Regions from separate parts of the Mus musculus genome. Here regions 1, 2 and 4 are each linked to region 3. Evidence: chromatin contacts called from public promoter capture Hi-C data. All regions are on one chromosome and are shown on one strand. Each heading gives the region's core, a stretch centred on a gene start, on an enhancer-like site or on the middle of the called end of the contact. The rest is flanking DNA. Distances are from core to core; before and after follow the strand shown.

The links. Promoter capture Hi-C pulls out the DNA fragments that hold promoters and counts their contacts. Capture Hi-C pulls out chosen DNA fragments and counts their contacts.
Region 1: a promoter capture Hi-C map of adipose tissue shows a contact between it and region 3, with 5 times the contacts expected there. The contact joins the promoter of Shb here to the promoter of Stoml2 in region 3. A contact is called at or near these places in 2 of 39 promoter capture datasets (liver and pre-B cells) and 2 of 9 other capture datasets (adipose tissue and liver).
Region 2: a contact with region 3 is called in a promoter capture Hi-C map of liver, with 5 times the contacts expected there. The contact joins the promoter of Exosc3 here to the promoter of Stoml2 in region 3. A contact is called at or near these places in 3 of 39 promoter capture datasets (liver and neutrophils).
Region 4: a promoter capture Hi-C map of liver shows a contact between it and region 3, with 3 times the contacts expected there. The contact joins the promoter of Slc25a51 here to the promoter of Stoml2 in region 3. A contact is called at or near these places in 2 of 39 promoter capture datasets (erythroid cells and liver), 2 of 484 Hi-C or Micro-C datasets (CD4 T cells and CD8 T cells), 1 of 115 datasets of contacts at active chromatin or transcription factors (thymic regulatory T cells) and 1 of 9 other capture datasets (liver).

Annotation. Positions count from the first base shown.
Region 1 is chr4:45,529,461-45,532,160 of GRCm38.p6, reverse strand. It overlaps Shb (src homology 2 domain-containing transforming protein B), which reads left to right and starts at 1,333. Exons shown (of 6, transcript NM_001033306.1): 1 at 1,333-2,599. The coding sequence starts at 1,901.
Region 2 is chr4:45,319,260-45,321,993 of GRCm38.p6, reverse strand. It overlaps Exosc3 (exosome component 3), which reads left to right and starts at 1,378. Exons shown (of 4, transcript NM_025513.4): 1 at 1,378-1,723; 2 at 2,295-2,444. The coding sequence starts at 1,403.
Region 3 is chr4:43,029,754-43,032,714 of GRCm38.p6, reverse strand. Stoml2 (stomatin (Epb7.2)-like 2) reads left to right here and starts at 1,331. Exons shown (of 10, transcript NM_023231.2): 1 at 1,331-1,386; 2 at 1,607-1,744; 3 at 2,180-2,279; 4 at 2,417-2,475; 5 at 2,565-2,666; 6 at 2,811-2,945. The coding sequence starts at 1,342. It overlaps Fam214b (family with sequence similarity 214, member B), which reads left to right. Exons shown (of 9, transcript NM_001253353.1): 9 at 1-301.
Region 4 is chr4:45,407,408-45,410,237 of GRCm38.p6, reverse strand. It overlaps Slc25a51 (solute carrier family 25, member 51), which reads left to right and starts at 1,472. Exons shown (of 3, transcript NM_001009949.3): 1 at 1,472-1,543. It overlaps Gm46852 (a long non-coding RNA gene), which reads right to left and starts at 848. Exons shown (of 3, transcript XR_001784277.2): 1 at 761-848.

The DNA of each region.
Region 1 (2,700 bases), core at 84-2,583, 2.5 Mb before region 3:
AGAGAGGCAAGTAGTCTGACTACGTGGGGCTGAGCAGATAGATTGGAGCCTTCGGAGTCATGGGTCTGCCTTTTTCTAGTGTGGTGTCGCTGGAGCCTGAGTCTGGTAGGTCGCAGGGAGAGTTTGGAAGAGGTCACATTGTGCCTTACCAGGTCCCGAAGTCTCAGGATGAGAGTCTGACCTCCAGTACTAGCAGATCCTGGATTTGCTCTCTACTTCGATAGGTTACTGTTCCTACAGGACACAGGAAAAACAGTGTGTCCAACCTATATATAATGTACAGGTGACAGGTGAAATTACGGTCACAGTGTGTTATTTTGGCAAATCACCATTCTGAAGGACGGTTTCAGCTCAGAGGTACTCAAGGGGGATGGGGGGTGGGGCTGGCCAAATAGAACTTCCAAACATATCTAACATCTAGAAGGCAGATATCTTATTTCATTTTCAGGCAGTATTTTGTTCTTGACAAGGCTCCTGCTACCCCCTCTGAGAGCAGACTCAGAAAGCTACCCCCCTTTGGCCTGGGTTTCCTCACGTTTGGATAATAACTCCATTGTCTTAAGTTACATCATCACAGTGCCACCAGATCCTAGTCATCCATGTATAATCTACCTCGGGGCCTCAGTTTCTCCATCTGGAAAACTGTCTCTGGATTAAATAGAGTCTCGCCAGCTCCGGCAACCTTAAGCGTTAAATGTTTACATAGCTGGTTCCACTAGGTTGGCAGTGAACAGGGTTAAAGCCCCACTTCCTAGAAGGTGAAAAGGTAAGCAAACAGTCCGACCTCCCCTTAGCCTTGCTCAGGGATTGGTGCCCCGCCTGGTCCCAGCCGCCTATCCCGTCCGGATCCGTCATCTGGATTGCTAATACACTCATTAGCATAAAGAGTTTTTCCGAAGACCCGGCGCCGGAAAAGCTGAACCGGAGTCTCTGTCCCTTTAAAGAGAAGAGGGACAGCCACTCTCTCATTTTAGGGCATCTCCTCTGCATGGTCCTCTCGGTCAACTAGAGGTCGTGCGTTAGTCCAGCCTGCCTACCACCTCGATGGTGGACATCCATTCCTAGAGTGCACGGCGCGTGGGCCCCCAGGGACTGTGCTGACTGCTTTGGCTTCAAAGAGCCGCAGTCCCTGCTGGAGGGAGGCACGGCCTGCCAAGCCGCAGGACGCGGGCGCCCTAGGGCAGGACCCCGGAGCTGGCGCCCAGGCGGCCGCAGGAGGTGGCTCGTGCAGTCGTGAGGAGGTTCCTGGCTGCACGCGGGGGCGTGGCCTAGGAGGGGCGTGGCATTGGCGGAGGGGTGGGGCCTGCGGGAAGGGGCGGGGCCGCGGCGCTGGGCGGGTTCTGGCGGCCGAGTGTCACACACGCGGCGGCTCGGGAGGCGGCAGCAGAGGCAGCGGCAGAGCCAGGCGCCGCCGGGACGGGCAGGGGCGCGCGGGCTCCGCCAGGCGCCGGCCGCCTCCCTCATTCGTTCGCTTGTTTTCCGACCCGCAGTGGGGCCGGGCTCGCCCCCGTGCACTCGAGAAGCCCGCAGCTGGCCGCGGCTCGCACGGGGCAGGGGCGCGCTCCGCGAGGGTGGGGGCGCTGGGTGCGGGCGTGCGCGGCGGGGGGCGCCTGGCCTTCCGCTCTAGGCGGCCCGGGTCCCTATGAGACACGTCTGTGCGGGGCGCGAGATCCAAAGCTCGGTCGGCGCGCGGCAGGGGCGGAGGGCTGTGCAGCAGCGGCCGGAGCCAGGCGGCGGCCGGCAGGAGGCGGCGGCTGCGAGAACTTGAACTTGGCGACCGGTGCCCCGCACGCCCCCCACCGGGGCAGGGGCGTTGCGGGACTGGGCGACAGCGTTGTCCCCCGAATGGCCGCGGCGGCGGACCGGGCTCGCGCGCCGCGGCCCTAGGCGGCCCTTCGCCATGGCCAAGTGGCTGAACAAGTACTTCAGCTTGGGCAACAGCAAGACTAAGAGTCCGCCGCAGCCGCCGAGGCCGGACTACCGGGAGCAGCGGCGCCGGGGCGAGCGACGAGAGCAGCCCCCGCAGGCCGTGCCGCAGGCCTGCTCGGCGTCCTCGGCGTCCTGTGGGTCGGCCGCCGCCTGCTTCTCGGCCTCGTCGGGCTCTCTGCCCGACGACAGCGGCAGCACGAGTGACCTCATCCGCGCCTACCGCGCGCAGAAGGAGCGCGACTTCGAGGACCCGTACAACGGGCCGGGCTCGTCGCTGCGCAAACTGCGAGCTATGTGCCGCCTGGACTACTGCGGCGGCGGCGGCGGCGGGGACCCCGGCGGGGGCCAGCGCGCCTTCACGGCGGCAGCGGGAGCTGCGGGCTGCTGCTGCGCGGCGGCGGGAGCGGGCGCCGCCGCGTCCTCGTCCTCATCCTCCGGCTCCCCGCACCTCTACCGCAGCAGCAGCGAGCGGCGGCCGACGACGCCGGCGGAGGTGCGCTACATCTCCCCTAAGCACCGACTCATCAAAGTGGAGAGCGCGAGCGCTGCGGGGGACCCTCCGGGAGGCGTGTGCTCTGGCGGCCGTACCTGGAGCCCGACGACCTGCGGAGGCAAAAAACTGCTCAACAAGTGCTCCGCCGAGGAGACCGGAGCTGGTCAGAAAGATAAGGTAAGCTCCAAAGCTATTGGTGCGCTTGGGGAACTGAGGCACTGCCACGTTTCCCATCCCTTGCATCAACTTTGCTCTGGCATCCTGGGGTCTAGGCTACA
Region 2 (2,734 bases), core at 129-2,628, 2.3 Mb before region 3:
CCTGCAAGCTCTGCTGCCAGCGGATCCCCAGAAAGTAAGAAGTAAACGTGGTTCAGCATGACTTAGCCGGGCTGGTACAAACTTCGGGAGTCTGACTCCAGTTTATTTTTATTTATTTATTTATTACTTATTTAAACAGTAAAACTTTCAAAAGAAAAAAAAAAAGGTTTTCTTGTGACAACTATTACCACAAAGCTTAGGACACGGTTATATCTAAACTCCCTTGCAAAGTGCATGTTTTCTTGAAAAGCACCATGACCTCTTCCACAAGAGTGGGTTCTGTTGACTGAGAAAACATGCTCAGGAGAAGAGCCTAGGGAGGAAAGGTTTTTATAATCATAATAGCAAACTCTTTTTCAAATCCATGAGATCTCTCTTATAAGGATGGAGTCTATGGACTGGAAATGCTCAGGAAAAGGGGGATTCAGGTGAGAGCTAGCTCCACAGAATGGTAAAATTACCTGGTATTCAACAACCTCCATTCCAGCCTTCCAAGTGAATAGCTGTCAATTTCTTCCATTGAAGAAAAAGATCTGCATGTTTAACAATTCTGGTTTCTATAGGACTACCTGGAAGCACATGCCCTCCTACCCTCTACACAAAAGCCTACACAGCCTTTTTTTGAGGCTGCTAAGCTTGTATTGAGTTAGGAGGTTGAGGTTGAGGAAGAAGTTAGCCAACTTGACAATTCATCACCTGTTACCTAGCCGTGGCTCCTCTCCTTATCTGCCTACCTCGGAGTCTTACTCTCAGTCTTTCAATAGCACTAATTAACAACTTGGCTGGGGCACTTGTATTTCAGTTGTCCCTTATATCCAGGGATTAAATGGCTTGCCAGCATTTTACCAAATTTGCAGGAATTGTGATGCCCCTTCCCTAAAAAAAAAATCTATAAACTCGAGTTGGCAGCAAAGCATCAAGCAACTGATCTCAGTCAATGCCAAGGCCTTCAGTGCTGTTGGAGAACTGAATCAATTACTCATTGAAGATGCCGACAGAGAAACGCTGGTTTCACAGATAACCCCAAAGTCAGAAAACTGTAAGTTCTTAAGTTCTTGCACATTGTGGGTTTTGGATTTAACAGTTTCTCACATAGCTGTTAGTGTGCTCCCAAAGAAGTAGCTGGGAGAATTCCTGAGTTACCGATGTTCCCAAGCCACTGAAGAGATGAACTCAAGTAGGTGAAAAGGTGTGATGTGTGTGGGAGGAGGTGGGAGATTGTTACATTAGGTACCGTGAAGCTACAGACACAGGGCAGGGAGTAGCACCCATGGGATGAAGCGAGTATCTCCCAAGCTCAAGTCCAACTCAGAAAGCCCACAACCACCGGAAAGAGATGACCCTGGTGGGCGGGTAGCGGAAGCGGAAGTAGATACCGGAAGCTGCGATGGTGACGCCTGCCATGGCTGAAGTACTGTCCGCGGGACCGGAGTCGGTGGCGGGCTGCCGAGCACGGGCCGTGCACAAGGTGCTGAATCAGGTGGTTCTCCCCGGGGAGGAGCTGGTGCTGCCGGACCACGAGGACGTAGACGGCCTTGGCGGCGCCGGGGAGCAGCCGTTACGCCTGAATGCGGGTGCGCGCCCGAGGCTGCGCGTAGTGTGTGGCCCAGGTTTGCGACGCTGCGGGGACCGTCTGCTGGTCACCAAGTGTGGCCGCCTGCGTCACAAGGAGCCCAGCGGAGGCGGCGGCGGCGTTTACTGGGTGGACTCGCAGCAGAAGCGGGTGAGCGGATGTCGGAGAGGCGGCGCTGCCGCGAAAGTGGGCCCCCTGCAAGCGATCATAGGTTAAGGCGAATCTAGAGCCGCGGTGGCTTCTAGCCCCCTCTCTGCATCTTCTTTAGAGGAACCACAATAGGAACACATCCTGAGAAGGGTGACAGGAGAGAAAGGTTCCGTGAGATCTTGTCTTGAAAAACCCAAAGCCTCGGGGTTGCCATTTGGTGTCCCAGTTGCAATGAGTCCAAATAAATCACAGGGAATTAAAATTCCCATAGAATAATTAAGAGCTTTCACTTAGGAATAATGTCAAATGGAGTGGGTTTCCTTGAATGTAAAGATTCTTGTGCCACCAGACTTGTAAAGGATGCTGAGAAAACTTGAAACTTGATCAAGTGTGAATTAGACGTTCATAAAGTTGGACTGGTGCGGGCCGGTTTTGTAGTTGCAGCTACATGGGGAGTATGAGTTGGCTGGATAGGTTGAGACCCACCCTGATCAACCTAGATGAAAGTTTCAGAAGATATTTTGTAATGATATTTGTATTATTTATGACTGTTCTTTCATTCTGCTTTTAGTATGTACCTGTGAAAGGGGACCACGTGATTGGCATAGTGATCGCTAAATCTGGAGATATATTCAAAGTTGATGTTGGAGGGAGTGAGCCAGCGTCTTTGTCTTACCTGGCATTTGAAGGGGCAACTAAAAGAAACAGACCAAATGTGCAGGTAATAATGGGAGTCTTTGGTTTCAACAAGAAAAAATATCCACTCCCGAGAAAGTTAACTATCCAGAGGGCTACTTGAATTGTCTTCAAAGCATAAACCAGTTCTCCAAGACAGTTTATAAGAGTTTCTCAGGCGCTGCGGCTCCAGAAGTATTGCTGTATGTCATGTTTGCAGCCTTGGTTCTTTTCTACCGGGTTGAAGAGTTACATCTGCTATCCCCCTCCTTACCTGTCATGTCTGAATCCACCCCATGAGGAAAATGGCCCTAGTCTAAGGGCCATGGGCACTAT
Region 3 (2,961 bases), core at 82-2,581:
CCAGGGACAGAGTCAGGCCTAAGGACTGGGGAACCTCCTCTCACCTGACCAGACTCTGACCCACCTACCTCAGCTGGGATGAGGGGTGCCCCTCATTCAGTCACATGGTTCCCAGTTACTCCACTCCTCACTTAAGACTCTGACCCAGCCTCAACCCTTAACTCTTGGGGCTTGGCTGAGGGGAACAAGCATTTGCTGAAACTTGAAAAACAAAACAAACAAACAAAAAAATGGGAAAAATTGTACCTGGTACATTTTTTAAGGAAAAAAAAAAGAATAAATTCTTGTTTGGAAACTTGAACTAACCTCTACTTTTTTTTGTGTTCAAGAGGATGGAGATGTGGGGCCTAAAGGGAGCTGGAATTCTGGCAACAAGCTCAAACCCATGAGATCTTAGGCTGGGATGAGCTGAGTCTTGGACCATAGTCTTAGTCCTTTTTGTATAAGGTGCTGGGGGCTGGGTGGGTAAAGTGAAGCTACAGAGGCTAAACTCTGAGAATCTGGATTCTTACACTGATTCTGTAGTTTAGCCCCATCAGAACCTCAGTGTCTGTATATGTAAAATGAAGGAGGAGGAGGAGAATGAGAAGAAGGAGATGAGGGGGGATACAGGCCTCTTAAAGCTTGTATTTGAGAGAGTGTCAGAGACCTGAGCAAGGTTGATGTGTTTCAGACAAAAATGAAAGGCTGAGGCTCTTTGTTTCCCTCTGTATGTAAGGGGATCATGCCTGACCGTTTCTGGCTCAGAAAAAAATATGAAAAAGAGCTGTTGATGCCTTGGGAAAAGAGGGAAGGGAGAAATCTCCGCCCAGTCCTAAGGTAAAGTTAGGCCTCCTAGTTACCATGACAACGGGAATGGGGTCAGTCCCCAGTGGGAGAGCTGGGCACAACAGCATGACTACCCAAGAATGTCACTATGGCAACCACGGGCAACTACTGAGCGCCAATCCAATCCATTGTCGTTATGGTGACAGATTAGGACAGTTATACACGAGCTGGAGGGTAAACTGAGTCACGGCTGTGGGTACAGAATTTGGTGGGCGGTGTTCCTGTACCACTTGCGGACGGAATATTGCCTCAATTTCTACCACAATGCCCAGGAGCTTCGTAGTTTTTGAGAACCAGAACAAACTTGCACTCTCGGGCTCTCTCTTCAAAGCCTACGTTTCCCAGGGAACGATTTGACGGACGCCGACTAGTGGGGATGGGAGGGTGGACTAATACGCCGGAAGTACGTCGGGCGGAGTGGACCAGCTGAAGGAAGGGCTCGGGTTCAGGCTTCACAAGAGGCCGCTCTGCCCCACCTCTCGTTGGTTCCGGAGGTCGCCGAGGCTGTGGGAAATGCTGGCGCGCGCGGCGCGGGGCACTGGAGCCCTTTTGCTGAGGGTGAGAGCGAGGCAACCTTCACCAGAGGCTCGGGACCGACATCACCTGGGTCTTGAGCTGGGAAGGAGTGGGCTTCTAACTTTGGGGGAAGGACTGTGGTCACAGGTCATGGTCCCCACGTGAATCACTCTCCGGGGACCCTTGGGGGGGGTGTCGAGATCTAGGGAGAGGGATTTAGGGATCCGCGCCTGGTCCCCAGCCTACTCTCGTCTTCCTTCAGGGCTCGGTGCAGGCTTCTGGCCGCGTTCCGCGCCGCGCCTCCTCTGGACTGCCCCGAAACACCGTGATCCTGTTTGTGCCTCAGCAGGAGGCCTGGGTGGTGGAGCGAATGGGCCGATTCCACCGGATCCTGGAACCGGTGAGAACCTCTCTTGCCCGCCCTCAGCCAGCCAGATCGTCTGATCGTTTACTCGTGTGGAAGTGGGACTTCCGTCGGGGCCTGTCTGCACTTCTAACCTGCGAGGACCAGTTCTAGCAGAGCCCAGTCTCCTGAACACCACCTCCGTGTTTCCCCGCTTTCCTAATACCCTAGTGACCCATAGGCTTCATTCCTGGAGCTACCATACTCTAAAGGCAGCAGCTCTTGCTGGCTTCCATTCTTGACATTCATAAGCCTAGTCTTATCTTTTTGTACTCTTAGGTTTCCCTACCAGTGACACCCCAGCCTTTGAGGCCATGATAGGAGGGATTGCTTCTCTATGTTTATACGTGACTTACTACTTACTCCAGACTTAGCTTAGAGTTCAAGTTTACTAGCCTCACCCTTCTGAGAATCTATGGCTCCTCTTCTCAGGGCCTGAACGTCCTGATCCCCGTGTTAGACCGAATCCGGTATGTGCAGAGTCTCAAGGAAATTGTTATCAACGTGCCTGAGCAGTCAGCCGTAACTCTTGGTGAGAGCGATGGGGTGACAGGGATGTGCTAAGTGCGCTAGGATGTGGTTGCTATAGATCCAGGGCTTAGGAGAAAGAGCTGGTTGGGACTTAGAGGTCTGACCGACAGTTTTTTTCTCTTCTGTTTGCTCCTGCAGACAATGTAACACTACAAATAGATGGAGTCCTTTATCTGCGCATCATGGATCCTTACAAGGTATCTGCCCTGGGTTTATCTAGTTTTCTGAACTGCCTCTTCCTTAAAATCCTGCATCTTCAGTTCTGATCCTATACCTGCCCTTTCAGGCAAGTTACGGTGTGGAAGACCCAGAGTATGCTGTCACCCAGTTAGCTCAGACGACTATGAGATCAGAGCTTGGCAAACTCTCTCTGGACAAAGTTTTTCGGGTAAGCGGATCTGGGCTGGAGTAAGGGCTTAAGTGCATAAACTGTTGACTCTTTCCTGGGGAGCAAGGTTAGCCAGGGGCCTTCCCAGTTTAGGCTTTTGATAGAGACACTGACTTGTGCTGCTCACAAGTTCTGTTCATCTAGGAGCGTGAGTCCCTGAATGCCAACATTGTGGATGCCATCAACCAGGCTGCAGACTGCTGGGGTATCCGATGCCTGCGATACGAGATCAAGGACATCCATGTGCCACCTCGAGTGAAAGAGTCTATGCAGATGCAGGTAGGGAAACAGATTG
Region 4 (2,830 bases), core at 223-2,722, 2.4 Mb before region 3:
GAGCCATGACTGTACGTGTGGCAGAGGACACTAGCAGTGTGGCCCAACCCAAAATCAGGAACTTATTTTAAGACTTGAGGGTTGGGTGCTGGAGAGGTTGCTTGGTCACTCAGTTAAGAACATACACTGTGCCGGGCCGTTGGTGGCGCACACCTTTAATCTCAGCACTCGGGAGGCAGAGGCAGGTGGATTTCTGAGTTCGAGGCCAGCCTGGTCTACAGAGTGAGTTCCAGGACAGCCAGGGCTATACAGAGAAACTCTGTCTCGAAAATAACCAAACCAAACAAACAAACAAACAAAAAAAGGGGCTGGGGACTTAGCTCAGTGGTAGAGCGCTTGCCTAGCAAGCACAAGGCCCTGGGTTCGGTCCTCAGCTCTGGAAAAAAAAAGAAAAAGAAAAAGAAAAAGAAAAAGAAAAGAACATATACTCTTCTTGAGTCTGGCACCCACATGGGACAGTTCACAGCCTTTAATAATTCCAGGATCAAGAAATCTGAAGCCCTATTCTGGCCTCTCTGGGTACTTATACACATGTGCTAACAGTAGAATAAATCTATTTTCTTTTAAAAAAGAAATGTTTTGTAATTTTTTTTCCTCTTAGGAACTCATTGACTGGATCTCTAGGCAAACTTCCTTAAAGGAGGCTTTGAAATACCAAGATTGACACTCCCGTTTGCTGACGCTAGAAGGCGTGGCCTAGGAGGCGTGGTTTCCGACAGCTTCAGAAACCTGTAAACACTAAGCAGGCTGGGTCACCCACCTGGAACGGTGTGTAATGGTGAGATAATCCCAGTCCTAAGAGGCAAGCTGGTCGCACATTCAGGAGTCTGCTGAAGAGCCTGCCCACGAAGGCTGACTTTGTCCTTTCTGTCCACTGACATTTATCGCCTGTGGTTCTGCAAATCAGAACCATTGTTCAAATGTCACAACATGGAGGAACCCACTCATGGAAGAGACGAATAACTTGCCAAAAGTCACTCAAGGGATGTCACGGCTATAATTCTGACCCGGCTCTCCTAACTCACAGCAGGGTTCTCCTTCCAAGACTCCACAAACTGTGTGTGCATCTAAGGAAAAAGAGGCTAGCTGTATGACCTCATGTACAACTCAGGTGTCCTGTGAAGTGCGGTGACAAAGAGCTCTCCACCAAGCTTTGAGATCGCCTCATCAGAAGCTTTCGCGCCTCCACGCACGCGCTATCTACAGCCCTGGATCTCAACAGACTACACGCTAAATGACGCGCTTGCTGTTTTGTGGAACAACGAGGCCACCGTATAACTTCAGCTTAAGTCAGGGGGGCGGGGAGACTAGCGGCACCCCCACAGCCTGGCAAAAGGTGCGACAAGAGTCAGTACCGGACCGGACGCAGTACAAGGCAGCTATAGCGCTACCCAGACCCTGAGCGAGGCAGGGCCCTGGTCACGTGGCTCGACGACGTCCCGCCCCGCCCCGCCCCGCCCCTGCCTGGGTCGGACCAGTCTGCGCCTGCGCGGGCGCGGGCTCGCTCGCCAGCCGTCCTGCGGGCTTGCGCCCCGGGCCGTGGGTGAGTCCTGGGTGGGGTGCGGTGGGGAGCGGAGGCCGCTGTGCTGCCCTAGCTTCGGGCCAGAGAGAAGGGAGGCTTGAAGCAGGGTCGCGGGCTGCCGAGCTCCAGGTCCTGCGCTCTCCACGCGTCCGGGTCCCGGCAGCTGCGGCCCGGCTCCGGCCGAGGGCCCTGTGGTGCTGCGGCGCGCTCCGGCAGGGAGGCGCCCACAGCTCGGGAGATGCAGGCCCCGGGGGATCGCGGTGGCCCGTGGTTCCCTTTGTCTGCCACCCGCGGGATCGCGGCGGCCCGTGGTATCCGGTGGTGCTGGCCATTCCGCCCAGCGCCTCTCCGTCCTCCCCGAGTGGGCAGATGGAAGCCTGGAGAATGCTCGTTCCGAGGCACCATGTTTCATCACGCAGGAAAGAGTCTAAGGCGGGCGGGTGGGTGGGCGGGCGTCAATTGTTCCCTTCTGTGCGGATTGTTGTAGCTAGCTTAGGTAGAGGATGGCAGCGCCTCGGCCATGTTTACGACTTTTAGCTTAACCTTTGTCTTGGCCCCTACAGGCTGCCCAGCTGGTCCTAGTGCCCACCTTCTGGTTGTCAGTTTTTACCTGTTGTCTATTGAGCAGAATGAATTGTGTGTGGAGTTACCGTACCAAAATGGATCTCCGGCGCCTTTGCTTTGAAAGGATTTGAAGACTCGGATCCAGGGCACATGAGAAACCAGAGTCGTCACCCTTAGCGTTTCTTAGGGCGACATGACACTTCTGACAAGAATTGACTCTAGTCTCCTTTGTCAGATAGAAGCTAAGATAATGGGTTTTTTTGTCACAGCTGTTGCTTTGCATTTGCAGTGGTAAAATCCTGCTGTAACTAGCACTTGAACCCTGCCTGACCCTGGTTTTGTATGCTGACTCAGACCTGCTGACTAGTGGGAATTCACGTCTTTTAAGAATTACAGTCACCCTTTGCCCTGTTTTTGGTCAAAGACCTTTGTACTAAGGTCATATCTGGCTTTTGCATATCCCTGTGGGCTGAAAGTTACATTGAGTATTTAGAATTTACACTGTGCTTACATCACAGAAGTTTGACCCTTATTGGATCAAAGTGGATTTTGCTCCCTTGTGTTAGGTTCGGTGCCTTACAGCAAACTAGAGCAGTCGTAGTAAATACATTTTATAGTAAGTTGCAAAAGATTATCATTTGGAAGTATTTAAATAGGAACCAGTTTATCAGAGTTAAGTTAGTGATCTGAGTGTTGTTATAAAACATGCCATGTTTTAAAGTTTATATATATATATTTGGGGAG